Linked DNA regions of Mus musculus: regions 1, 2, 3 and 5 are each linked to region 4. A link is a contact called in public HiChIP or PLAC-seq and promoter capture Hi-C data. All regions are on one chromosome and are shown on one strand. The core of a region is the stretch at or near the end of the contact, and the rest is flanking DNA. Distances in the headings are between cores, read along the strand shown.

Region 1 (4,331 bases), core at 817-3,316, 620 kb before region 4:
GCTCAGGGAAGGGAAACTGGATAGCAGGGTGGGGCTGCTCCTGCCTTGTATATCTGAGGATATGCCTAGAAACCAAAGAAACTTTGGAGGATCTGATATGTACTAATATCTCTTTTTATCAACATTCCTAAGTCATTCCAGATTCCTTCATTATATGCAAAGACTCACTAGATGCTTCCAGCTCTCCTAGTCTGTCAGTGAGCCAGTGAGACCATAGACCTAAAGTATAGGCAGGATCATCACGTGACTACACTGGCAACAAAATGGGATGATAAACACTGTGAATGCCAATGGGCAGCCCTGCTTGATGATCACATCCCAGCACATCCCTGGACCCCAACAGCCCCCACTTTGCAAGAGTTCTCCTCCAACACAAGGAAAGCTCTACTTGGGGGGAGGGGAACCATGGTCCACAACAAGTGCCCAGACTCGACATTTTCTCCAAAGCCACCCTCAGCCATCTTTATATAGGCCACAAAGAACTTACCCACAATAACTGCTGCCTCCTGAGTAACACAGACTCCATCAGGGTAGGGGCAGGTAATTGATGGGCAAGAAGTCTCAAATGGGACTCCATAGCACTGGTAACACTCCAGTCCCTGAGCTGAGAGACAAGCCAATACATGAGGGCTAGTACATGCAATTCCTAGCCCAGACCCCTCCTCTCCAATGTCTTTACTTGCACACAGCTGCTGGCTGCTAGGTCAGAGCAAGGACATTACTGTTCAGTCAAGAGTGAACCAAGAACCACTGTTGTTTAAAGATGCCTGGTACTGCTGTCTCAGCTACACAGCCCCACAGGAGACATGTGCACCCCAAGAGATATTAAAGAGACAGCCACCATATTGGGAAGATATAGATACCAAATGTCCGCTGAAGCAGTGAGTGGGTGTGTAAGTAGATGCTGGGGCCACCAAATAGAGAGGGCTCTTCTGACCTGTCCTACCCTACACCTGCAGAGCTGGCCCCTGGGTATTGGAGCATGACAAAGCACAGAACTTCCCAGAGTCAGCTTAAAGCTGAGGCTCACCATGAGGCTTCCTGCAATACACATGTAACTACAAGTATAGGCGTATCTTAGAGCTCAGAATTTCTTAGAGTACAGAAGGCATAGCATTTGGGTCTCATGTGGCATGGGCTGGGACATAAGGAAAAGTCAAAGTCCAGGCAATAAGGATTCCAAATCCATTGACTTGGCATCTGGGGAGAAAAAGAAGGCTCTTCCAGTTTGTGTGCACACAGGCCAGTGTCCTGATTGGGAGGCCAGTGCAGAAGGGTAGAGTCTAAGGACAGGCTGCTCTGGTGGCCAGGTTCTGTGGCAGAGATACTGAGCTCCACGTGTCCTTTTGGTATGTGGTGATGGTTGCAAGGCAGGTTCTGACAGGTTTACAGACCCAGTAAAGCACCCCACCACAGAAGGCTTCACCCACCACAAGCCCATTCCCAATCCCATGACCCCAGCACATCTCGGGTACTGGGCACACAATGGAAGTGTAGGTGTACCCACAACCCTGAGGCCCTTTTCCATCTCCATTGTATCCTTCTGCCCCTCTCTCATTTTCTACCTCACCTCTTTCTGCACACAGTAGGGCCACAAGAAGAATCAGCAAACAGGACTTTGTAGTGTGAGAAGTGTCCATCCTCAGAGAAGGGCTGCACAGATAAAACCTTGGAAGTTGGAGCCAATTAATAGACCCCCAATCACATCCCTGGGCTCTCACAGAGCTCAGGCATCCGATCTTCCCTCCCTCCAACCCTCCACACAGCTTTCCCTGAGGAATACATGTCTGCCTACTTCTCTCACCCACCACCCACCCAGCTCTTCCTTCCTAATCCCACACTCCCAACCCCAGCCCTATCCTGAGGGCTCTTCCCTTTGTCACCTAGCAGCTCCCTCCTCACACCAGTCCTTACTTCCTCTCAGACAAGGTTGCAGGCACAGTGGCAAGTTCTGTCAGATGTGGACTGAAGTACTTTAATTTCCTTCAGCTCCTCCCAGCTGGCATCCTGAAGAGGGAGGGGTTTCAGTACTTAACCTTTTCCAGGCCATCATGTTTATTGGTTAAGAGGTAGCAAGATTTGTTTGTGACCTGATCAAGCCAGATTTATAGCAGTTGGGGAGGAACCATGGTGCAGGAGAACTGAGAGGGCCGAGGGCCAGAGGCCACAGTTGACTTGTGCTTGCCAATTAGAAAGCAAGGGAAGAAGTCAAGTTGCTCAGCCCTTTACTAGTTTTTGTTTTGTTTAGCTTCGTGTTTTTTGTTTGTTTATTTTGGGTTTTTTTTTGACTTTTTTTTTTTTTTTTGAGACAAAGTTTCTCTGTGTAGCTTTGGCTGTCCTAGGACTTGCTCAGTAGAACAGGCTGGCTCCAACACACAGCTATCAAAGGGGTGCACAACAGCCGCTGATACTTCTGCCTCCACTACCTGGCTTTTTTCTGTGTCTAAATAGAAGGTATGGTTTGCAGTGGCTCAGAGCCAATGGCCCTCCTTCCTATAAGCAGGAAAACAATTTACAAATACTTAAAGACTGGCTCTGGTGAGCAAGCCCCCAGTAGGCTCTTGCATCCACAAAGTGAGAGTCCTGAGGCAAGAACTAACTGGCAACTGGGATGGAAGTTACCAAGCAGTGTCTGATGTGTTTGGGGATGTATGGGGCTGTGTGTGCTGGACAGAGGTAGAGACCTGAGCTGGAAATCATCCTGAGATGATACCACAGCAAATGAACAGCTGTGCTCACAGGACAACTGAGTCCCAAAATGGACCACAGCATCAGTGAAGCTGAGCGCACCCCACTTAAGCAGGGAAGGCTGCTTACACTCCATGGCCTCTGCCCGAGCACCACTAAAAACCCCTTCCTTCTTACCCTATAATATATCATATAAGCAAACAGTTTGCCTCCAACACCGCATAACCCAGCACAGTGGTAAGAGGAAGAGAGCAAGCAAGAAATGTTGTCTCTCTAATTCTGTCACATGCTGTGCTCGGTATTGGCTCATGCATGAAGAAGTGTATGTGAAAGAAAGAGCAGGAGACAGCAAGCCTCTGCAAACAAAGAAAAAGCGGCAAGGAAAGATCCAAGTGATAAACCCTGCCAATGTCACCACCCAATGAGGTTATGAGGCTTTTTTTCCCCCAGAGGATGGGTGAGGTCACTTACAGGAATATGCATAAATTCTGAGCAGCTTAGTCACCACCAAATCTCACCCCATCATAAAAGCAGTACACGGAGTCCCTCTTTCAGTAAATCCTCTGTATCCTCTATATTCTAGTATCTTCTGAGACCACTTGTGCTTGGCGGAGAACAGGAGGGAGTCATGGCTGGAACCCCAGGTGACAGTCCTCCCTTCTGAGTATAGAGAGTTCTGCCCATTATCACAGACCTATTGCTGTTTTGCTCTTCTGACTCTATTTATTGCCAGGGCTCCTGGGCCAACATTATCCCTACTCCAGGATGACAACGGGGCCATCACCTTCTCTTTGGAGGGAAAGGCCATATAACCACAGTGCCGTGCACTGTTTCTCTAAAAGTCTTAAACTAGGAATTCTCATGAGTCCTCCAGTTTCCACCCAGCCCCATTGTTGGGGAGCTAGCTTCCCTTAGTGGTGGACTCCTGCCCATTCTACTGACAGACCACTCACATTAACTCTTCTGGGAGAGGGCTACAGTGTACTTGAGTAATCTTAGAGTTAGAGGTACCAGATGTTGCCAGGCTTGTGCTAGAGAAGCCAGGCCCTCTGCAGAGAAGTCTTCATGCAAGACAAAAACACACCCAGCCCTCTCTCCTGCCTTCCAGTTCACCTTGAAGCCTGACTATTCTCACACTCAATAGGTCAAACCTTAGCCAAGCCCATGCCCCTATTCAGAGAATGAATGACCTGTGTTAACTAGCCAGGGTCACATATTTTTTCCTCACTACCAAGAGTCATAAAGCACAGGTTTCATTTTAACTAAGTGTACTTCCTCCCAATGCCACTTGCCCCTCCCCCATGCGCTGTGGTCTTGGGATGCAGAGCAGCTGGGAGCAGGGTGTTGCAGGGATGGTAGGCATAAATGATTCAAAAGACTGTGTTGGAGGTTACCTCCTTTATTGAAATAAAGGGGCTAGATTATATAGCTTGAATCAGGGGCAGGGAGGAAAAGGGTAATTTAGAAAGGGCCACATTGGGTCAGGGGTCTTCCAAGTGTATCAGGTAGGTTATCAGACTGCCAGTCACATGATTTTTAAGCAGAGAGTTCTCTGGTGGGGAAACAGAAACCTAACTGGCTTTATCGTGACTTGGCTTTTGTCTCTGTGGAGTTGAGTAGGCCCAAGCCTGATTTGGGTCCTG
Region 2 (4,357 bases), core at 1,608-4,107, 940 kb before region 4:
GCAGAGGCTAATGGCAGGCAGCTAGTGAGCGGCCAGCGGGGCGGGCATCATGGCAGACCCGTGGTTTCATGCTGGCTTGTCTTCACCTTCAGCTCTTGGGCTGAGCTGGGGTGCTGCCCCCTGCCAGGCACCTCCTCTCTGTAATCTTGTTTTCTCTGCCTTGAAAGTGTCTTGGAACCCATGTAGGCAGCTTCAGGAGAAGAGAGGATGGTGCTGGTGCTGGTGGTGTGGTGATGCCCTTTCCAGACATGGCAGCAAAGACTTCTCAGCAGCCTTGAGACCTGAAGGACACAGGAAGCAGCAAGATGGTGAGAGAACTGCTCACCACTAGATCCAGGAGGGACACCAGGTTACCCTGCTCCCAGCTGGTACCCCTGGGGCCTGTCAGGACTTCCCGGATAACCCAGAAATCTGGAGAGTGGCTGGGATCTGAGGCTTGGTCAGGATAGGAGGCAAGACTTTCTTACCTGGTGTCATTCTCCTGGCTCTGTAGGCTCCAGCCGCTGCCTCGGCTGGGTGTGAGGACTCAGCCCCTCGGGGACCCTCCGCCTGCCATGGCTGAGTCACGGAGCTGAGCTCTGCTCTTCTTCACTGGTATGAATCACTGCTGGGGTGAGAAATCACAGGGTCCTCGGTGAGCTGGCTTAGCAAATTCCCCCAGAACCGCCCCCACCTCAGCCCCGTCCTTGGACCGTGAAGTGCCAGTGCCCACTACAATGACACCCACTCTGATGCCACTTCACTCCACCCTTGCAACTAATTTGCTAGGGAAGCCTTGAAGGGCTCCTGGAAAGTGGACTTGGTTCTGCACGCCCCCCCCCCCCACTCTAAGATACACGGTGCAGGGCTCACCTGGGGGCCAGGAGGTGCCAGGATGTCAGGTCTGCTGCTTCAGCTGCATTTGTGGCTTCAGCTCACCCCTGGGAGGGGAGCTATGCTGCCCAAGACTGGCCGGTTGCCCTGGGCGGCAGCTAGGGTACCAGCTGGATCTGCTGTGTCTGCAGGAGTGGGCTGCATCCCCGGAAGTTGAGGTTCCCTCAGCATCTCTGCTTTAGCATCTGCCCTAGGATGTCCCCTGGGTTTTGGTGCCTACTTTTTGTTGCCTTTCAGACACTTGGTTTCTTGATTACCCAAAGAGCCCTGGACACTGGAGCAGAATGAGGAAGCCAGATCGTGTTCTGTGATGGTCTGAGAGTGTAGAGGGTGAGGCCAATGGGGCTGGGGGCCAGGACCAGGGCAGACAGATGAGGGGTAGGCGGCAGGTGGGAGCCCTATGGGAAAGGGGCTTCTTGATGTTCAGTCCATGTAGCATGGTTGTGTGGCAGTTGTGAGTCAGGCCAGGTCAGTGGGTGAGTAGATGTCTGGCTGGACAGGGCATCCCTTTGGGAGTCAGCCCCAGCTCAAGTCCTAGTTGGCAAAAGCCACAGGCTGGGTGTGGCAGGCGGGCTGGGGACCCTGGGCTGGCCCCTCTATTCAGGCTGGGTCCTGTCACTGGCTACTGACTCGCTGGTAAGAGCAGGTGTGAGTGCCTCCGTCTCATCCTCTGTGGGCAGTGGGGTGCCAGAAGGCTCAGCTGCCTGCTCCAGGCCGTCCTGCACTTCCATACCCCTCTGGATAAGCTGCTCCAGGGTCTTGGGGAGTGGGTGGCGCAGAAAGCGCTTGAGTTTGGGCTGCAGGGTGCCCACCACATACTGAATGATCTCCTCCTCCTCAGCGTCCACATACAGTGTCTGGTACAGGTCCCGCTTGCGCCAGAGGAACTGGTCGAGTGGTTCACCCTGCTTCTGCGGCAGCTCCAGCTCCCGCTGAATGGCTTCACGGGAGAGTGTACCCTCACTGTATTGCAGAAACTCCTTCTTGAACTCCACCCAGTTCTTCACCGAGCCCTGCTTGAACTCCCACCACTTCTTGGCTGGCCCATTCATGTGGTTCTGGATCTGGGACAGCCAATATTCTTCAGAGCCACCCACCTGCCGCAGGTACTCTTCCAGGTGGCTCAGGAACTCCCGTGGGTCCTCGAAGATCTGTGTATCCACACCAGGGCTCGGTTGCCCATCCTCACCTGGCCCCCAAGACTGATATTGCTGAGCCTCAACTGACTCCTGTTCAGGCAGTTCTCCTGCGGCAGGTGGCGGGGTGATGGCATAGGGGCTAACGGTATAGTCATAGCCATCAGCTTCCTGGCAGTAGGGCTCTGGACCCCCCACACCTACAGAGACAGTGTGGCGGGCCGGCTCGCTGCCCACTGGGTATTTGCCGCCCATGGACTCCAGGCGGTCAGCCCACCTCTCCAGACGGTAGAAGACCTCCCTCCACACGTGCATCTCACGCTTGACCCAGCGCTCCAGGTTGGCGATGGTCTCCTGGCAGCGGCAAAGACAGGCCTTGATGGACTTCTTCCAGCGCTGTGAGTCGCCGGTGGGCACGTAGCCGTCCAAGTTGTTCTCCAGCTTGCCCACCGACCTGTGCAACCCTTTCAGCTCTCGCTCCACCTGCTTGGACACTTCGGTCAACAGATGCCGGTGGGTCCTCCGTACGTGTTCCAGCATCTCAGCTCGGCACTTACCAATCTGCAGGATCACATTGGGTTTGGCGGCCGGCCCACCCCGCGGGGCAGGGTAGGCGTGGAGGCCGCCGGTGGTCATATGGTCCAGCTCCATCTGGTCGTCGGTGCTGCGGCTCCGAACAGGCTAAGAACTCCTCTGAGGCAGAAGCCGGAAGGGAGCAGAGCCGGCGGCTGCAGCGGCAGTGGCAGGTGTGCGGTGCCGGAGGAGCTTAGCGAGTGTGGCAGGCTCGTCGCCGCTGAAGCTAGAGAGGCCCAGAGACTGCGGCTGCGGGAGAACTCGCTTGAGCTCTGCACCGAAACCGCCACCAGCGGCTATTTATGCTGCGCGGGGCCCGTGGGCGGCAGCTCGTGGAGCCCTGGCTCCCATTGGCGGCGCCCAGGCTCCGCGCCAGAGCCCGCCCGCGCCCTCTCCTGCCGCAGGCCCCGCCTTCCGCGCCTACTCGCTCCCCTCCCGTGGGTGCCCTCAAGGACCCGCCCCTTCACAGCCCCGAGTGACTAATGTGCTCTGCTGCGCGCCTCCCACCGGGAGGGATTTTGGGGACCGGAGACACTCTCCTCTACCTAGTCCTGGGCAGCGAGGATGAGGCTAAGGCAGGTTATTACCTACTGTTTGCCCTGGGGCCTCATGATCTCTTTTCTTAGGGAGCAGCTGGACGTTACCCCTCTGAATCTTTGATGCGCCCATCCTGACTCTTGCCCATCCTGACCACACAGTATGCAACTTCAGAAGTGCCTGGTAGGAATCTCTCACTCCAAACCCTTCTATCCTCAGCTGCCTTTGGTTAGCGGGACACACACACACACACACACACACACACACACACACACACACACCTACTTCCTGCCCAACCTTGCCCCAAGAGTCATAAGTCCAAATCCTAGCCTGGTCCAATATTGTTCGGGAACTCCACTCAGGCAAGGCTTTTTCTGGACCCCTTCATAGGTTTGTGGACACTGAGTGGCCCTGTCTGTGTGTCAGTGGCTGAACAGGGCCGCAGTGCCCTGAAACAGATGTATCACTTGAACCTGTACAGACACTGGGGTAGGGCATAGGGATATCAAGATGTGTAGGCAACATTGCTGAACCCTGAAGTCCCTAGGACCCAGCCACAACTGGACCAGAAGCTTCTCAAGCCTTCCAAGAGGTTAGTCCGGAGGAAGGAGGGAGGGAGAAGGAGGAAGGAGGGGAAGGAGCCTGCAGAGGAAAGCAAGATGCCATATAAGGAATGGGGCTCCGGAAGCTGAGATTCCCTCTAGAGGGAGGCCCCTTCCGATTCCCTGGCAACAGCCAACAGCGCTGTGGTGCAGTGGGGGAGGGCATCCTTCTTGACTTACACCAAGCCAGAAACACAGGTCTAGGTCTCCCATTTCCTGATGTTACTTGGGGACATATCACTGCCCACAGCAGAAGCCTACAGGGGCCCACAGACACATGGTGCCTGCAAGAACCCCCTTTCCTCTCTGCCAGCTCCCCCTCTCTCACACTCATACATACACACTGAACACTCATACCAACCAGCACTTAGCCCACTCACACCCTTCCATGTAGACTCATGCCCCCCACTCACGGCCCTCTCTGTGGACTCATGCCCCCCACTCATGGCCTTCCACACACACACCAGTGGCCCCCACTTGTAATCCACGTGTACTCACATCTCAGCTTCTCCCACCCCACTTTTGCTCACACACCTACAGAACTCTCCTAACCTCATATCCCTCAGAGCCCCCTCCTCTGTTTTCAAGAAGCTTTGGGGAGCCCTGCCTCTCTTAGAGCCAACCTGTCCCCCCTCC
Region 3 (4,568 bases), core at 1,638-4,137, 860 kb before region 4:
TCCCGACCCCTGGGCTGGGCCAGTGTTAGGGGGTTCCTCAGTGACATGTGAGTTGAGGTACTAGTTAGAGAGCATGGTAAGGCTCCCAAGGACAGCTACACTGCATGAAAGGCAGATCTGTGTCTCCTAAATCTAGGCTGGGTTCTCCTGAGACTTGGTACCCAGCAGTCTGTGGCCACAATAGACTTCACAGGCAGTCATCACCTAGCACTCGGCTTGGCTCCCTGTATATTTGTCTCCCGGGAATGTAACAAGAGACTGAAGGATGTAGGAGCTGCCTACGGGACCTGGGAAGCCACTGGCTGAAGTCTGTTTCCCTGTCTCAGTCGCCCTACTGCCCTGCTCTGACCTGCGTCTGATCCCTTCTTGCCATGCCCAGAATAACAGGCCAGACAAAAAATAGCATGGGTCACCTGCTCCCAAGTCCCTGCCAACTTCAAGGCCCAGCAGCTGGTGTGTGAATGAAGGACTGTAGTGGAGGTCAAGGGGCCTGCTGAGCTGGGGCTGGAGGGATTTCAGTGGCCTATGGAAATGACGCCGTTGCTAGGAACCCTTGGCCAATGGCTATCCCAACATCAGGTCTGGCAGAGTTCCTCAGATAAGTGGAAATGACAAAGGGCTTCCTCACATGGCTTCCACATCACATTTGCTCTGGCAAGCCGCGCTGATCTTCGGAGACAGCCCTGCTGAGTCTTTCTCTGCTTCTAGCCAGCTCGTTATTCTCCGCCGCTCTCCTCCCCTCACCTCTAGCAGACCCATCCTCTACTGGGTAGACTGAGGCAGGGTTCTGAAGGTGGAGTTTGGCTACTAATTCTATCAAATCAGTGCTCCTTGACTTGAGTGATGACCCCTCCTCCATAAACATTCTCCCAGATGCCCCTGATCTTGGGTAGAGGAGAAGCCCAGCCTGCCCCACCCATGGGTGGGCACATTACAGGTCCACATGTCAGCCTTCTGAAAATGACCTTGGAGTGAGGTATCTGGATGCCATCAGTTCTTTCGTAGGTAGCCATGGGACCTCGTGGTAGTTGAGGAGTGTCAGAAGGAAGAGCGTTGGGTGGAGTGAATTGGGAGAGAGAGGGAAACTGTGTTTTTTGAGAGTGTTGCGTTTGAGTGGATCTGGCTTGGGGAACCGAGCTTTACAGCAAGCTCCAGAAGGTAGCTAGGAGTGCTGGGACCAGGGCCAAGGTCACCGGGGTAGCAAAGCCAGCACCGTTGCAGAGGTAGTACTGGCAACAGGAGGTGGCAGATGCATGCTTGGAATAGCCATCGTACACGGTTTCAAAGCAGCTGGGGACACAGGACTTCCTCACCTTCATCCGGTATGGGGTGAAGTCTGCAGGGGACAGACACAAGAAGGTTACAGAAGAGAGGATCAGAACCTTGGATAGCCCAGTCTTAGCTTGTCCACCAGTGCAGGTAGAAGCCTCCCTCCAGGATGCCAGACTCACAAGTTCGTGTGGTCATACAGTAGGTGGCCATGGCTGGGCAGCGCATGGGTTTGAAGCAGTTGTCTCCATTGTAGGCACACACGTGGCACTCCAGAGCCTGGGCTGTGGATGAGGATGGGGATCAGAGAGCAGGAAGAAATCCTTTTCCTGTCAGTCAGACCCCAGCTGTCTCCAGGCAACCTCCCACTTCCACTGGCGGCCAGATCAGGACATCCAGAAGGGGAGAGAATTCTGGCCAGCCTGCCCTTTCTCCACCCACCTTTTCCCAGGGTCAGGCTTCAACCGGGTCCCTCTAGCCTCTGTCCACCTTACCCACAGGCAGGCCCATCAGGGCCACCAGGAACACTGTGAGCAGATGGGTCATGACGGAGACGTGAGGGCAGTGCCAGAGTGAACAGGAGGTCAGCAGCTGGTCCAGGATCCAGCTCAAGCCAGGGAGGAAGCAGGGCACAGAAGCCCTGCCTGAGCTCTTGGTCTCTTAGAGATAAAACATCCCTGCATAGACGATGACAGAGATTTGTAATGACAGCTGGGCTGGGGCGGGCACAAGAGCCCTCCCAGCTCAGTGGGTGTCACTGATTTCCAGTTACCTGGAGATGGGAGGAGGGAGTGGGATATGGAGCATTCCGACCAAAAGCAAGCAAAAAGGGAGGGCGGAGGGAGCTAAAGACGGGGAAAAATGGGCAACATCAATGAAAACCAGGAAGTCCCAGAGTCCTTGAATGCCAAACACAAAGAGAACTTCACCCAGGGGGTCTTTTTTTTTTTTTTTTTTTGCAGGGGATACTTGGCATGCAGTCTCTTCCTGGCAAAGCCCAGAGTGCAAGAGGCTTGCCAAAATAAGACTGGAAGCCAGGTTTGGACTCTTCGTGGGGCAGGGGTCCTTCTCGCGTTTGCTCTCACTGCGTGAAGTCTCCCCAACCCCCGTGCGCAGAGAAGTGCAGGGCTGTGTGACTCCTTCACCACAGGGGAAGGGGCCGGACGATGCTTGCCCGAGACAGAGCTCCGTAGGCTGGGTCTGGTGTTTGGGACTGTTGGAGGGGGATGTGAACTAATACTCTCCTCCCTGCCTATAGACTCGGGCCGGCCCTTGCTGTAGGGGTACCAAAATACCCTCCCGGAAGACAACCCACCCTTTATGACCCATTTTCTAGGTGCCAGCCCGGGATGCTGAAGTCCTGCCTCAGGCCTGGCCTGAGGCTCGACTGAGCCTGCCCCATCTCGGGGAGCTCCGCCCGAAAGACTGCAGTCTTGCTTGGAAGGACTCCCAGGGCGGGCTGGGTGTGGAGTGACCTCGCCCTTGCCCTTCACCACCACGATCCCTATCGTCATGGAAACTCACCCCTGGCCGCTCCCAGGTCCCTCCTGCTGTCTAACTGGGAATCTGTACACACTTCGTGCGGTGTTGGTACCGCATCGCAGGCAGGCCAAGTAGGCTCCGCCGGGGCAACAGATCCGCAGTGCCTGCTCACGACTGGCCCCGCCCACCCCGCCCCCAGGACACACGCTCCGCCCCGGAGACCGCTCAAACCCCGCCCCAGCCTGCCTTCTGTAGGCTCAGTCTCCGGGATAAACTCTTTCTGGTAATGGACCTAGTGAGCAAAGCCTGGGCATCGCTGGGCATCAGAATGCACCTACTCATGTGAAGATTCCCAGTAGCGACCCAGAGGAGAGTATACACCTCCTGAAAATTCTCCTCAGGTTTTGCCGTAGCTCTCCTCATCCCTGCTGCCCTGCCCCCACAGACCAAGCTGCACTGTGTGGGCATGCTGACTCTGGGAAGAGGCACTACCTGGAGAAGGACCTCACCGCACCTCTGCCCTTACTTGGGATCCATAGCAACGCTTTCGAGCAAGCCTTAGAGGAATCCAATGGCTGACAAGCAGTTCTTACCATCAAAAGTGTGCCACTAAATAATTGCTCTATGTAGCTAAAATTCATTTTATTTTTATTGTGTTTCAAAAGCAGCCAAATTTTAATAGTTCTTCACGAATCCTACTTTTTTTCCTGTTGTGGGAGGAAGAAAATAAAGTCTGTAGTAATAGCGAAGAGTGCATAGGGCATTCTTCCAGCAGGTGCATGCGCACATACATACAAGGGGCCTTAGAACTAAGACAAACACACCAGAGGAGTAGGAGCTGGGAGGTAGAGGCAGGTGGATTTCTGTGAGTTCAAGGCCAGCCTGGTTTACAAAGGAAGTTCCAGGGCAGCCAGGGCTCGTTACACGGAGGAACCCTGTCTTGAAAAAAAAAACAAATAAAAATAAAAACAACGGAGACAAACAACCAATAAACTCTAGTCCTTGAGAAAACATACCCGTTCCTCCAAACCATCCACAAAGACCGTGTGGCAGTGCGCAGAAATAAGATCGGCTCCCATAGAGTCATATGCTTAAATATTTGGTCCCCGATGTGGGCAGGGGGTGGGGACTAAAAGGTGTGCTCTTTTTGGAGGAGGTGTGCAGGTGGATGAAGCATCAATCCTGCATGGGGGTGGGGGAGAGAATTGAGGCTGAGCTCTCAGCTCTTCCTGCCTCCGTGCCTTTGCTCCTCCACTCCTGGGCTCCACCTTTCTGAAATGGTAAGCCAAAATTAAATGCTGTCTTTTATAAGTTGCCTTAATCGTGGTGTTTTGTCCCACCAATAGAAAAGTAATTCAGAATCTGTAGATTTCTTTTGGCAAGATAGCCATTTTTACAATGTTGATCCTGCCAATCCATGAGCATGGGAGATCTTTCCATCTTCTGAGATCTTCTTTAATTTCTTTCTTCAGAGACTTGAAGTTCTTATCATACAGATCTTTCACTTCCTTAGTTAGAGTCACTCCAAGATATTTTATATTATTTGTGACTATTGAGAAGGGTGTTGTTTCCCTAATTTCTTTCTCAGCCTGTTTATTCTTTGTGTAGAGAAAGGCCATTGACTTGTTTGAGTTAATTTTATATCCAGCTACTTCACCGAAGCTGTTTATCAGGTTTAGGTGTTCTCTGGTGGAATTTTTAGGGTCACTTATATATACTATCATATCATCTGCAAAAAGTGATATTTTGACTTCATCTTTTCCAATTTGTATCCCCTTGATCTCCTTTTGTTGTCGAATTGCTCTGGCTAGGACTTC
Region 4 (4,485 bases), core at 1,881-4,380:
TGCACAGGCATGAGGACCCGAGCTGTGACCCTCACTCAATACATGGAAGAGCCCAATGTGGCAGCACATATCTATAATCCCAGTGTTCTTCCTACGGCAAGATGGAAGGAGGAGACAGGAGAATCCCCAAAAGCTCACAGGCCAGCTAACAAACAGCAAAGAAAGCCTGCCTCAAACAAGACTGACAAAGTGGTCTCCACGTGTATTCATACAGACATAAAGATAAGGGGGAAAAAGATTTTAAAGCATCCCAACAGTAAAATGGGAACAGCTCCCACAAACCTGTCCTGTGACCACCCTGATATACGTTCAAGTTGAGGGGCCAGCAAGAAAAGAAAACCCAGCTGCCATGGGAACTTCAGCTTAGCTTGGTCTTCACCGCTGAGTCAACTCCATCCATCTCTCTCTCTGCCCATCTGGACACAGGGCTGCCCATTGCCTCTAGTACCATGACACTAGTGTAGGTTTCACCTCACTTCCTTAGCTCCATTACACACTGCAGCTCAGCTGAACTCTAACTCTGGGGTGTGGCTCTGCCAGTGTCCCTAGCAGCAGCTCCCTAACAGGACTTGTCACTCACCCTACCAGGGACTCTGCCTCTATGTCAGCTTCCTGCCTCTACCTCCACTATGGCCTCCCTGAATTCCACAGCAATCTTCTTAACCCTGTTGCAGACATTCTGTAACCTACCTATGGCCAGAAATACTTGCCGTGTGCCAGTTGAGGTCTAATTAGAGTGTTAACATTAGTAGTCTTCACAGGAATAAAAGAAGCTGTGCTTGCCTCGGTCACTAGCAAGAGCCAATCTGAACCACTTGACAAATACCAGTCAAAGAAGCCAATGTAGCTTGTGAATTTGTTATTTGTTATTCAATAAATTCTGATATTGTAAAAAGACACAAATGTGTTTATCTGTTTCTGACATTTTGTATTCACAACGAATACTCACTTGTAGGGTCACTAGCTCTTGTTCTTGGCTGGTGCTGGACAAGAGTTTCAGTTTCACTGACAGAGTCCAGGGGCTCTCTGGAATCTTCCTGCCTCCCAGGACAGAAAGCAACCATTTATAGTGGTCTTACTGTTCCTTGTTGAGTTGTAAAAATCCTGGTGGTGGTGGTGGATGGGGGGGTGGGGAGGGAGGGGAGCAGGTGCTTTCCCCAAGGCAGGAAATCCTGAGGAAGGAGACTCATTACCATTGCCCTTCCAAGGACCTTGTGGTTTGTAGAAGCCAGTGACGCAGGAACAAGGCAGTGACATTAACACAAAGACAATCCATTGCAACTAGGGAGGCCCTACACTACCCAGGTTCCCATGTGAACGGCCACTGTCAGGAACAGACATGTCTCAGTTGTATATCACTGAAGACAGCATCTCCTCAGGCCGACCCTAAGCTGTACACAGCAAATAATCCTGGCCACCAGACAAAGGGGCCATGTGTCCAGATGGCTCAGAGCTTGTGTCCAGACACTGGAGCTTCTTAGCAGAAGACACTTCATTGTCTTCTTAGAGAAAAACTTGGACCACGTGAGCAAGCCCAAGCCACAGGCTTAGCAGTTGAGTCTCACTGACAAGAGAAGGGTATAATTCTCCAGAGAGGAGCCACTCCAAAACAGAATCTCTTCCACAAATGAAGGGGCGTGGGGGTAGGGACAAGCTGGAGCATGCCTGAGAGCTGAAAAGAACAAGAATGATACCAACAGTCTATGCGCATCCAGCTCAGCCCACCTCATTAGAGGATAGGTAAGAGACTGGGGACTACATGAAAGATGGCAGGAAGCACACAGGCCACTAACCTTCTGGGGAAAGCAAGCAAGGAGATGCCCTACCTCCCTGTACCAAATGCTGGTAAGCCAGAAAGCCCCATGCCACTGGTAGGAATGAATGAGAAATGGCACAGGCTCTCTGGAAAGCAGCTTGTCTGTTTCTTGCAAAAGGCAACATGCAGTTTGGGACCTAGCAACTGCCTTCCTGGGCACGGTCCCAGGGAAATGAAACAGCACGGGGGGAGGGCGGGGGGGGGGGCGCTGCTTCCCAACAACCTTGTAAACACGTCCTTCAGTGGACAAAGGATCCCAAAGCTGTGATGCACACAGCGCAGAGGCAGCTGTTCAGGAGGCTGAATGAACCACCATTCAATACACAGCCACTCTTGTGAATCTAGACAGCGATGCCTGAATGATAATCGGCAAGCTCCGCCAAGTTGCACGCTGGACAATTACATTTATCTAGCATGTTGGCGTTGAATCTAAACGGATGAGGTGGAGACGACACTTAAAGAAAGGGTCTGTTAGAGGTTTGATACAGGCTTCTGCAGCACAGGAGGCACTAACACTGTGTACTAGTCATGTAAAATGGCGCCCCCAGGGAGACTTCACCAAGCACACAACAGCTCTCGATTCGTTTCTCATAACTTCATTCTCCAAGCGCCGTGGGCCACACCTATCGTCCCAGGACTCGACCGAGGCAAGAGATTGCTAGTTCTAAGCCAGCCTAACCAAATATAATAGTGGAGAATATACCCAGAAAGTCGAAAGAGCACAAGAAGTGACTAGATTTAAATATCTGTAAAGGCCCGCGTTAAGGACAGAGCAGGGGACCCTGGCTTTGCCGGAAAGGAGGGGCGGGGTCGGATGATTCCAGGGGGCTACAGGCCGTGCACTACTGGGTCCGCCATCCCGGCGTGCCACAGATGGCAAACCCGATGACTGAGAAATAACACGAAGCCTGCAGAAGAAGGCTTGGAGTCCTGAGAAGAGGCGCACGCCGGGAGAAAGGCGCCGCCCGCAGCCCAGAAGCTTGCACAGGCACAGACGCCTGCTTAGCATCCTCTCAAGCGAAGCTCGAGCCCGCAGCCACAGCATCACAAGGAGCGAGGGCAGTGTCTCCTAGAGCCGACCCGAAGGGGCGGGGAGAGGTAGGCGGGCCTACGGCCGCAGCACGGGATCACAGAGAGGCCGGGCGGCTGCTCCTAGAGCGACACCAGAAGGGCGTGAACGAGCAGGCGGGGCTCCGGAGCTTGCGGCGGTACCACCGAGAACCCGGCAAGGGTCCTAGAGCGGCACTGGAGTGGGTTTCGAGCGGTGGGCGGGGCTTAGGGTGCGCGGCAGCACCACCGAGAGGCCGGGGAAGGTAGAGCGGCACCAGAGGGGCGGGCGCCTTTAGGCGCGGGAGTGGCGGGCTCAAGTGGGCATTGTTAACGGTCGCCCGCCCGCCGGTCAGCCTGCTTACGGCCACGTTCCGCCGGCGTCTGTGCTCGGCACCCATCAGGTACTCTCTGCGTGTGTGCACGGTAGCCCCGACCGGGCGAAGGCCGGCTTCTGAGTCGTTTCTCTGTGGACCACCTCGGCGGTGTTGCAGAGGTCCTTGGAGGCGGGGAAGGTGGGCCGGGCTACCTAGCGAAGCCCCTTGTTGCTGGATGCATTGAGCGCCTTATCCTGCCGGCTCCAGCAGCTCCTTGATGGACCTGAGTCCCTAGGTCAGCGGAATTCAACTAAGTTGCCTGAATCACTCGCACCTACTCCTGTGCACAGGCCTGTGAAGAGAGGGGGCAATAAGCTAAGTCGCTGGGGTCTTCTCTGGTTTTAATGACTATTTAAGTTTTCAGTGAGGATGGTCCTTGGTGAGCAGACACAGACACCTGGGTCCCGCTTGTCATTCCTCTCACCAGAGTGATGGTGTTTGAATTGGTACTGAGTGATGCTGCAGACAGGGACTCTCAGGTGTCTCCTGAGCTGTCCCACAAAAGACAAACACTTTCAGATGCTGACATAGAGCAAACAGTCACCTAGCCGCCTGGATCTTGGACTCTGAATCCGGATAAGAATTTTATCTGCTGGGTTAGATATGTGGGTATTTGTCAAATGCTTAGAACAAAATACAGTGTGTTCCCAAAGTGTTTTTGGGAAAGTGTGGGTGCTCTAGATGGAACTGCCAGCAGAGCCCACCCCTTTGGGCCTCTGGGAGTAAAGGGGATGGTGCAGGTTTAGAGATAAAGAGGGGTCACATAGAGAGAGCCTCATCAATACAAGAGGCATCCTTTGGGGGTCTGATGGGGTTTGCTGTGGATTATGAGGAGAGCCCTGAGTTTTCCAGGCTCAGAACCAGGCTGTTGTATGGTAGAGTTACTTCCTACTCCAGGGTGTTTGCACAGTCCCAATGTGGGCGGGTAGAGAGGATAAGGAAGAACGGGGAAGGTTCTGTTTGGGGAGGTGGAAAATGGCCATCGGTCCATGATGGCTATGGCTTTCTCTGGGATGAGTGAAAATCTTGTCTTCAGGCCCAGGAGTGTCTGTGGCTGAGTGAGAGAGTCACTCAAAGAGATGAGCATACAGTGGACCAGAGGCTCTGAGCTCAGCTTATAGGCCTGGGGCTAGAGCTCTGGGGAGTCCACTTTAGTCTGAGGGGCTCATCATGTGAGCAGCTGGAAAGACAGTGGAGCTGCAGAGAGCTAAGAGCTGCCTCTGACCTGTTGTTCATGCTTTTGCC
Region 5 (4,824 bases), core at 104-2,603, 910 kb before region 4:
TGTGTGTTAACCAGCCCTTCCTTTCAGACGACACAGTAAGCAGCACCAGCAACCTTTAGAAATGTTCAGAAAAGGCTAAGAGTCACAATGCATAACTAACGCCTTCTCTCTCCCTGTAAATCTTATCTGGAATGCTCCTCCCAATCGAGCATTCGATAAGTCAGAAGGCCACAGAGTTACTTCCACAAGCAGTATAAAAGTGCACCCCAGACCACAACATAAGACACACGAGTCATTTATTCAAATGAAGTTCCAAAGATAGGCAGGGAATACAGCTTGCCACCGGCCAGCTGTGTAACTCTATTCCCTTAAGTCAGTCTCCTGGTCTGCAGAACTCAGTGCTGGTCCCCAAGGCTCTCCTCTGCTAGTTAGATCGAGGATAGTGTGCATACCACTGGCACACAGTATTTGTTGTGGGCACTTCACTGTGGAGCAGAGGGAAATCAAGGCCAGAGTCTACTCTCAGGGGTAATGTTTAACCCAGGCAGCCGAGGAATTCCTCAGCAACTTAGGCTACCGGGAGGCTCAACTTATGATGGCTTAGTGCCTGCCCTGCAGATGTGTTGAGAGTGGTTTAGTGACTGAAGACACCCACTTCAGAAATGAAATTTTTGCCAAGCTCCATGTAGTGGTCCAAGCCTACCATCTCAGCACTTGAGAGACTGAGGCAGAATGGCTTTGAGTACAGTGCCAGCCTGGGCTACCCAGTAAGTGCTAATGTAGGGGGAAAGGGGAAAGAGGAAATTTGAATTTGGTACCACTCTTAGAACCTCTTAAACGTGACTGCAGAGATCCAGGAGGCTTCTACCTTGGGAAGAACTGTTCCAAGGGAACACTGATAACCAAGGACCACTTGAACAGAAGCTTAAAGGACCTTTTCTGGAGCGGGAGTATAAAGTGGGAGAAGCTCCTAAGAGGAGAGGCAAATTTCTTCCCGCAGGTCCTGAGACGTCTGGGGAATGGATGGAAGAAACAGCCTGCAACCTAGCTGCAGCCCAGACGACACACGGGGGAAAAAAAACAAAAAACAAAAAACTCAAAACACAGGCAAGAAACGAATGAAGGGGTCCGGGGAGAGCCAGGAATAACCGAGCTTGCCCGGTCTGCGGACTGGTGAAGCGCCTGGGAGCCGAGGGGACCTGAGAAGGGATGCTCGAGTCCCGAATGCGACTCGATTCCCGAGCGCAGAAACAACGATGATCGTCCGGCTCTGGGATGAGCCTCCAAGTCAGTCGGCGGAGGCGGCGGCCCAGCCCCGCACGGCCCAGCCCCACTCACCTGCGGACCCCGTGCCGCCGCTACCGGCCGGAAACGCCAGCCACGCAGCTCTCCACCGGCCCGCTCTTCTCGGCCTTCCCCGACCCACTTCCGGGGGACGCTCTAGACCACCGGGAGACTTCTGTCTCGGTGGTGTCTAGGTCGCTAAGGGGCGACCAAGCAAGGAAGCGGTCCGGGCCCAGCGGCTCAGCCTCCGGTAGAACAACAAAAGCCACAGGGCGCTTCGCGTTTCCTGAGGAACGGAATCTTCGAGCGGAGCGTCCGATCCTGGGAGCCATGGCCCGGAGAGCACGGACGGAAGGCTGGGTCCAACGCCACCTTGCGGTGGGAGGTACCCAAGGCCCGCCGGTTGCCAGGACCCCCTTTCCATCCTTGTGGACCCTTCTTTTAGCTAGGATTCAAAACGTGTCCAATTTAGACGATGCTGATGATGAGATTTGAATCGTAGTATATAGCGTAGAGGCTTTGAGAGGCATTGAGATGAAATGAACCATTTTGTATGTTGAACATACCTGAATTCGATCAGTTGTGTGGGTGCCCAGTCTCTAGATCCCTGAACCTGCGAGTTCAAGAGCTGAAAGGAACTTGGCAGGCATAACCAAAAGAAAGTCGTCGAAGTATAAAGTTTATTCTGATTGTCTGTAAGCACAACGGTTCGTTGTTAAAGGATCGAGTGAGAGAAGACACTCCAAAGGAAGGCTATGAACTGACAACAGAGCCTGAGCCTTGTGCTTTGAAGATGGAGGAAGACTACCATTCAAGAAGTGCAAGTGGTTTACAGGAGCTCCAAAAGGCGGGGAAACTTCGGACTACAGACCTGTTGGCACCCTGATCTCAGTACCCTGGGTCCTCAGAAGTGGGAGAAAACATAATTGTGTTGTTTTGGGACCTCCACACGGGGGTGATTAGTCACAGCTCCATAGAAACACAGATTGTGGAAACTTGTTCCTCCTTAATTCACACCCTTGCCTGAGTACCCAGGACCCGTCTGCCTGTTCTTCCCCACCCTCTCTTGTTAAATCTCTTGCTCTCTCCATTCAAATTCCCCAGGGATCTCCAGTACAAGATTTTTAATAATACCAAGGAAGGCTGGGTGGCTCCCAAATCCATGTCTCCTTCCAGAATCTCCTCTCTGATGTCGAAACTTCTGTCTCTTCCCAGGACCTGGACATAACATGCACCTTGAACACAGTGTTTCTGAAATGAAGATGGGAGCCTTGTGATTGGCCTGGTGCTACCCATGGTTTTTCCTGGCAGTTCCACCATCCCACTCACCCTGAACTCTTCCTCATGCCCCACACCCATTCCACCACATCTGATTGGCCTTGCCCCCAGAATCTATTTTTTTGGATTCCCTCCTTCCCTCCACCCCCCTGAACTCTGGACAGGCTATCTGTTGCCTGTTCCTTGTTCCTATTGTTCTGACCATACATTATTGTCAGCTACTGCTGCTGCACTGTGAGCCAAAACCCTGCCCTGGGACAGCCACTGTCTTGTAGCACATGACTGTGGGTAGTGACTTAAGTGCAGGCCAGTGCTAAAATGTATGGGACATGGGAGGAAACTGAGTCACAGAGGATACTAGGCACATGATGTGACTGAAATCCAGGACCCTTAGAAGTATTTCCGTCAAGTTTTCTGGACTCCCCTGGGACAGCTGGCTCCATCTCTGCCGGTGGTTCTCTCCTGCCACCTTGTGAACATGGGATCATACATTTCTCTAGGGGAAGGGCTTGGCAAGGACCTGGGGCTTGGCACATGACTCCAGACTTATCTCAAGGACTGAGTGCACTCTAGCAGTGGGTAACTGGTCAGAAAGGGAGAAAGACTGGGGTCCCCTTGGACCTGGCACTAAGAGTTACCCTCTACTGCCTCCCATTACTCCATGGGGTTAAGCCTTTGAGATCACACATTCCAGCGCAGCCTCACCAGCCAGACTTGCCCTCCCAACTTACCTACAGTGGCCTTGGAGGGGGTCAGTCTGGACAGATCACTTATCTACCCATGGTCTGGCTTACCTAGCCATCTTCCAAACCCATAAGCCATCTCTGCATGGGTGTTCCCTCTGTCTGTAAGCCCTTGGCTGCAGGAGGCCTGGACTACAGAGGTGCCCATTGCTTAGATGGAGTAATCGCCAACCTCCCTTTCCTCCTTACAAGATTTCTCATGCCTCCCTATCTCGCCTGCCTGTCTCCATGGAGGAGTAGGCATGTGAAGAAACCCAGGGAAAGGCAGGGACAGCTCTGAGAGCTTTCAGGCAGAAGGCAAGCTGGTGACAGTTGGTAGCCTGTGGGAAGTGGGCATTGCAGACAGAACCATGAACAGTGCTGAGGGGAAAATCATTTCTGGGTAAGCAGGGGCCGTAGAGATTAAAACTGGGTCATGCCCCAGGATTCGGTAGGGCCTGTGGAGCTTCAGCCCACTGTCCAAGGGGTTACCCCAGAGACCCAGCCCCCAGATCTCATATGTACACATGCGCTTACCTCACAATACACACATAGTGTACATTTGACCTATAACGCACACTCTCTCATGTGACTCAGGTTTCCATATCACACAGAGTTTGCAAGGAGTGGCTTTAACTTCCAGAACCCAACATGGGGACCATAGTGGGAGAGGATACTCAGCTTCCTAGAGGCCTGGCTCCAAATGTGTAATATCCCTGACCTGAGGGACCATGTTTCCAAAGGCCTGCAGTGACATAAACAGAAACCAGTTGTAGTTTCGCATTCCACGTGCTGACTTGACTTTTAAAGGCAAAATTACAATTGCACCCAACTGTGACATGTGTCCAAGTAGGGGAATCCTGTGGTATCCCCCTAAGAAGAGGTAGAGGTCTGATGGAAAGGCATAGTTTTGAGAATCCACGCCCAAGGAACAGTGGCTTCTTTGCTATGTGAACGGGCAGGCTCTCCAAGGAGTATGGTGGGCTGTGGAGGAAAAGAGAGAACAAGAAAAACTAGAGACTCAGGAAGTGGAGCCAGGCTAGGCTAAGGGTGAGTCATGTCAAAGCCCCAACCTATAGCACATTCACTCGTGGAGGGGAACATGCCCTTTGTGATAGGCTTTTTCAGGAAGTGTACTACCAGAGGATCCATGCTACAGGGTTCAGGCTACAGGGTCAAGACTCAGAGTGTGGCCAGTGTCAAGGCTCAGCATGTGGTCACGATCAGGCTAATATATGAGCATGGCCAGGACTCAGGGTGTGACCATAATATTGCGTTGTTTGAGGATTAGGGTCACCAGAATGAGTGTTCAGTGTTGGGCTGAAGTCACAGGCCTGTGGTGAGGGGTGGGACTGGACAAAAATCATAGCCACAGCCTTCAGTATTTGAGGTGAGGTCACTGGGTCGCTCTTTGGCCAGAGCTCCCACCCTAGGCACCACTGGTGTTTGTGGCTCAGTGGTTGTGCAAGGTGCTGGCACTGCAGCTGTTAAGCAGATTTCAACCTGTGCCTGCTATATCCATCCAGTGCCCCTGGGCTGAGACAACCAGAACTGTCTCCAGGCATTCATATGAGAGGAGGAGGCTTGATCCATTTAAGAA

The links. Promoter capture Hi-C pulls out the DNA fragments that hold promoters and counts their contacts. HiChIP or PLAC-seq counts read pairs in DNA pulled down with a chosen protein or histone mark.
Region 1: a contact with region 4 is called in a FOXA1 HiChIP or PLAC-seq map of pancreatic cancer cells. The contact joins the promoter of Ly6a here to the promoter of Zfp41 in region 4. A contact is called at or near these places in 1 of 39 promoter capture datasets (hippocampal neurons) and 2 of 115 datasets of contacts at active chromatin or transcription factors (astrocytes and pancreatic cancer cells).
Region 2: an H3K27ac HiChIP or PLAC-seq map of embryonic stem cells shows a contact between it and region 4, with 9 times the contacts expected there. The contact joins the promoter of Arc here to the promoter of Zfp41 in region 4. A contact is called at or near these places in 3 of 115 datasets of contacts at active chromatin or transcription factors (astrocytes, embryonic stem cells and large pre-B cells).
Region 3: a FOXA1 HiChIP or PLAC-seq map of pancreatic cancer cells shows a contact between it and region 4. The contact joins the promoter of Lynx1 here to the promoter of Zfp41 in region 4. A contact is called at or near these places in 1 of 484 Hi-C or Micro-C datasets (cerebellum) and 3 of 115 datasets of contacts at active chromatin or transcription factors (large pre-B cells, pancreatic cancer cells and stem cell-derived neural progenitor cells).
Region 5: a contact with region 4 is called in a promoter capture Hi-C map of pre-B cells, with 14 times the contacts expected there. The contact joins the promoter of Jrk here to the promoter of Zfp41 in region 4. A contact is called at or near these places in 5 of 39 promoter capture datasets (the 3T3-L1 cell line, 3T3-L1-derived adipocytes, the C10 cell line and 2 more), 1 of 15 datasets of contacts at CTCF or cohesin (large pre-B cells), 8 of 484 Hi-C or Micro-C datasets (B cells, CD4 T cells, cerebellum and 5 more), 3 of 115 datasets of contacts at active chromatin or transcription factors (astrocytes, embryonic stem cells and large pre-B cells) and 1 of 9 other capture datasets (liver).

What each region holds. Positions count from the first base shown.
Region 1 is chr15:74,995,965-75,000,295 of GRCm38.p6, forward strand. Ly6a (lymphocyte antigen 6 complex, locus A) reads right to left here and starts at 2,067. Exons shown (of 4, transcript NM_001271419.1): 1 at 1,915-2,067; 2 at 1,571-1,653; 3 at 488-604. The coding sequence starts at 1,640. The region is part of intron 1 of Gm28068 (a long non-coding RNA gene); the gene reads left to right.
Region 2 is chr15:74,669,713-74,674,069 of GRCm38.p6, forward strand. It overlaps Arc (activity regulated cytoskeletal-associated protein), which reads right to left and starts at 2,858. Exons shown (of 3, transcript NM_018790.3): 1 at 853-2,858; 2 at 468-607; 3 at 1-281. The coding sequence starts at 2,660. The coding sequence ends at 1,470. It overlaps Gm32994 (a long non-coding RNA gene), which reads left to right and starts at 3,301. Exons shown (of 5, transcript XR_003951652.1): 1 at 3,301-3,711.
Region 3 is chr15:74,750,092-74,754,659 of GRCm38.p6, forward strand. It overlaps Lynx1 (Ly6/neurotoxin 1), which reads right to left and starts at 2,888. Exons shown (of 4, transcript NM_011838.4): 1 at 2,794-2,888; 2 at 1,764-1,946; 3 at 1,452-1,553; 4 at 1-1,336. The coding sequence starts at 1,815. The coding sequence ends at 1,140.
Region 4 is chr15:75,613,554-75,618,038 of GRCm38.p6, forward strand. It overlaps Zfp41 (zinc finger protein 41), which reads left to right and starts at 3,131. Exons shown (of 3, transcript NM_001044718.2): 1 at 3,131-3,267.
Region 5 is chr15:74,707,969-74,712,792 of GRCm38.p6, forward strand. It overlaps Jrk (jerky), which reads right to left and starts at 1,354. Exons shown (of 2, transcript NM_008415.6): 1 at 1,279-1,354. It overlaps 4933427E11Rik (RIKEN cDNA 4933427E11 gene), which reads left to right and starts at 1,193. Exons shown (of 1, transcript NR_033197.1): 1 at 1,193-2,406.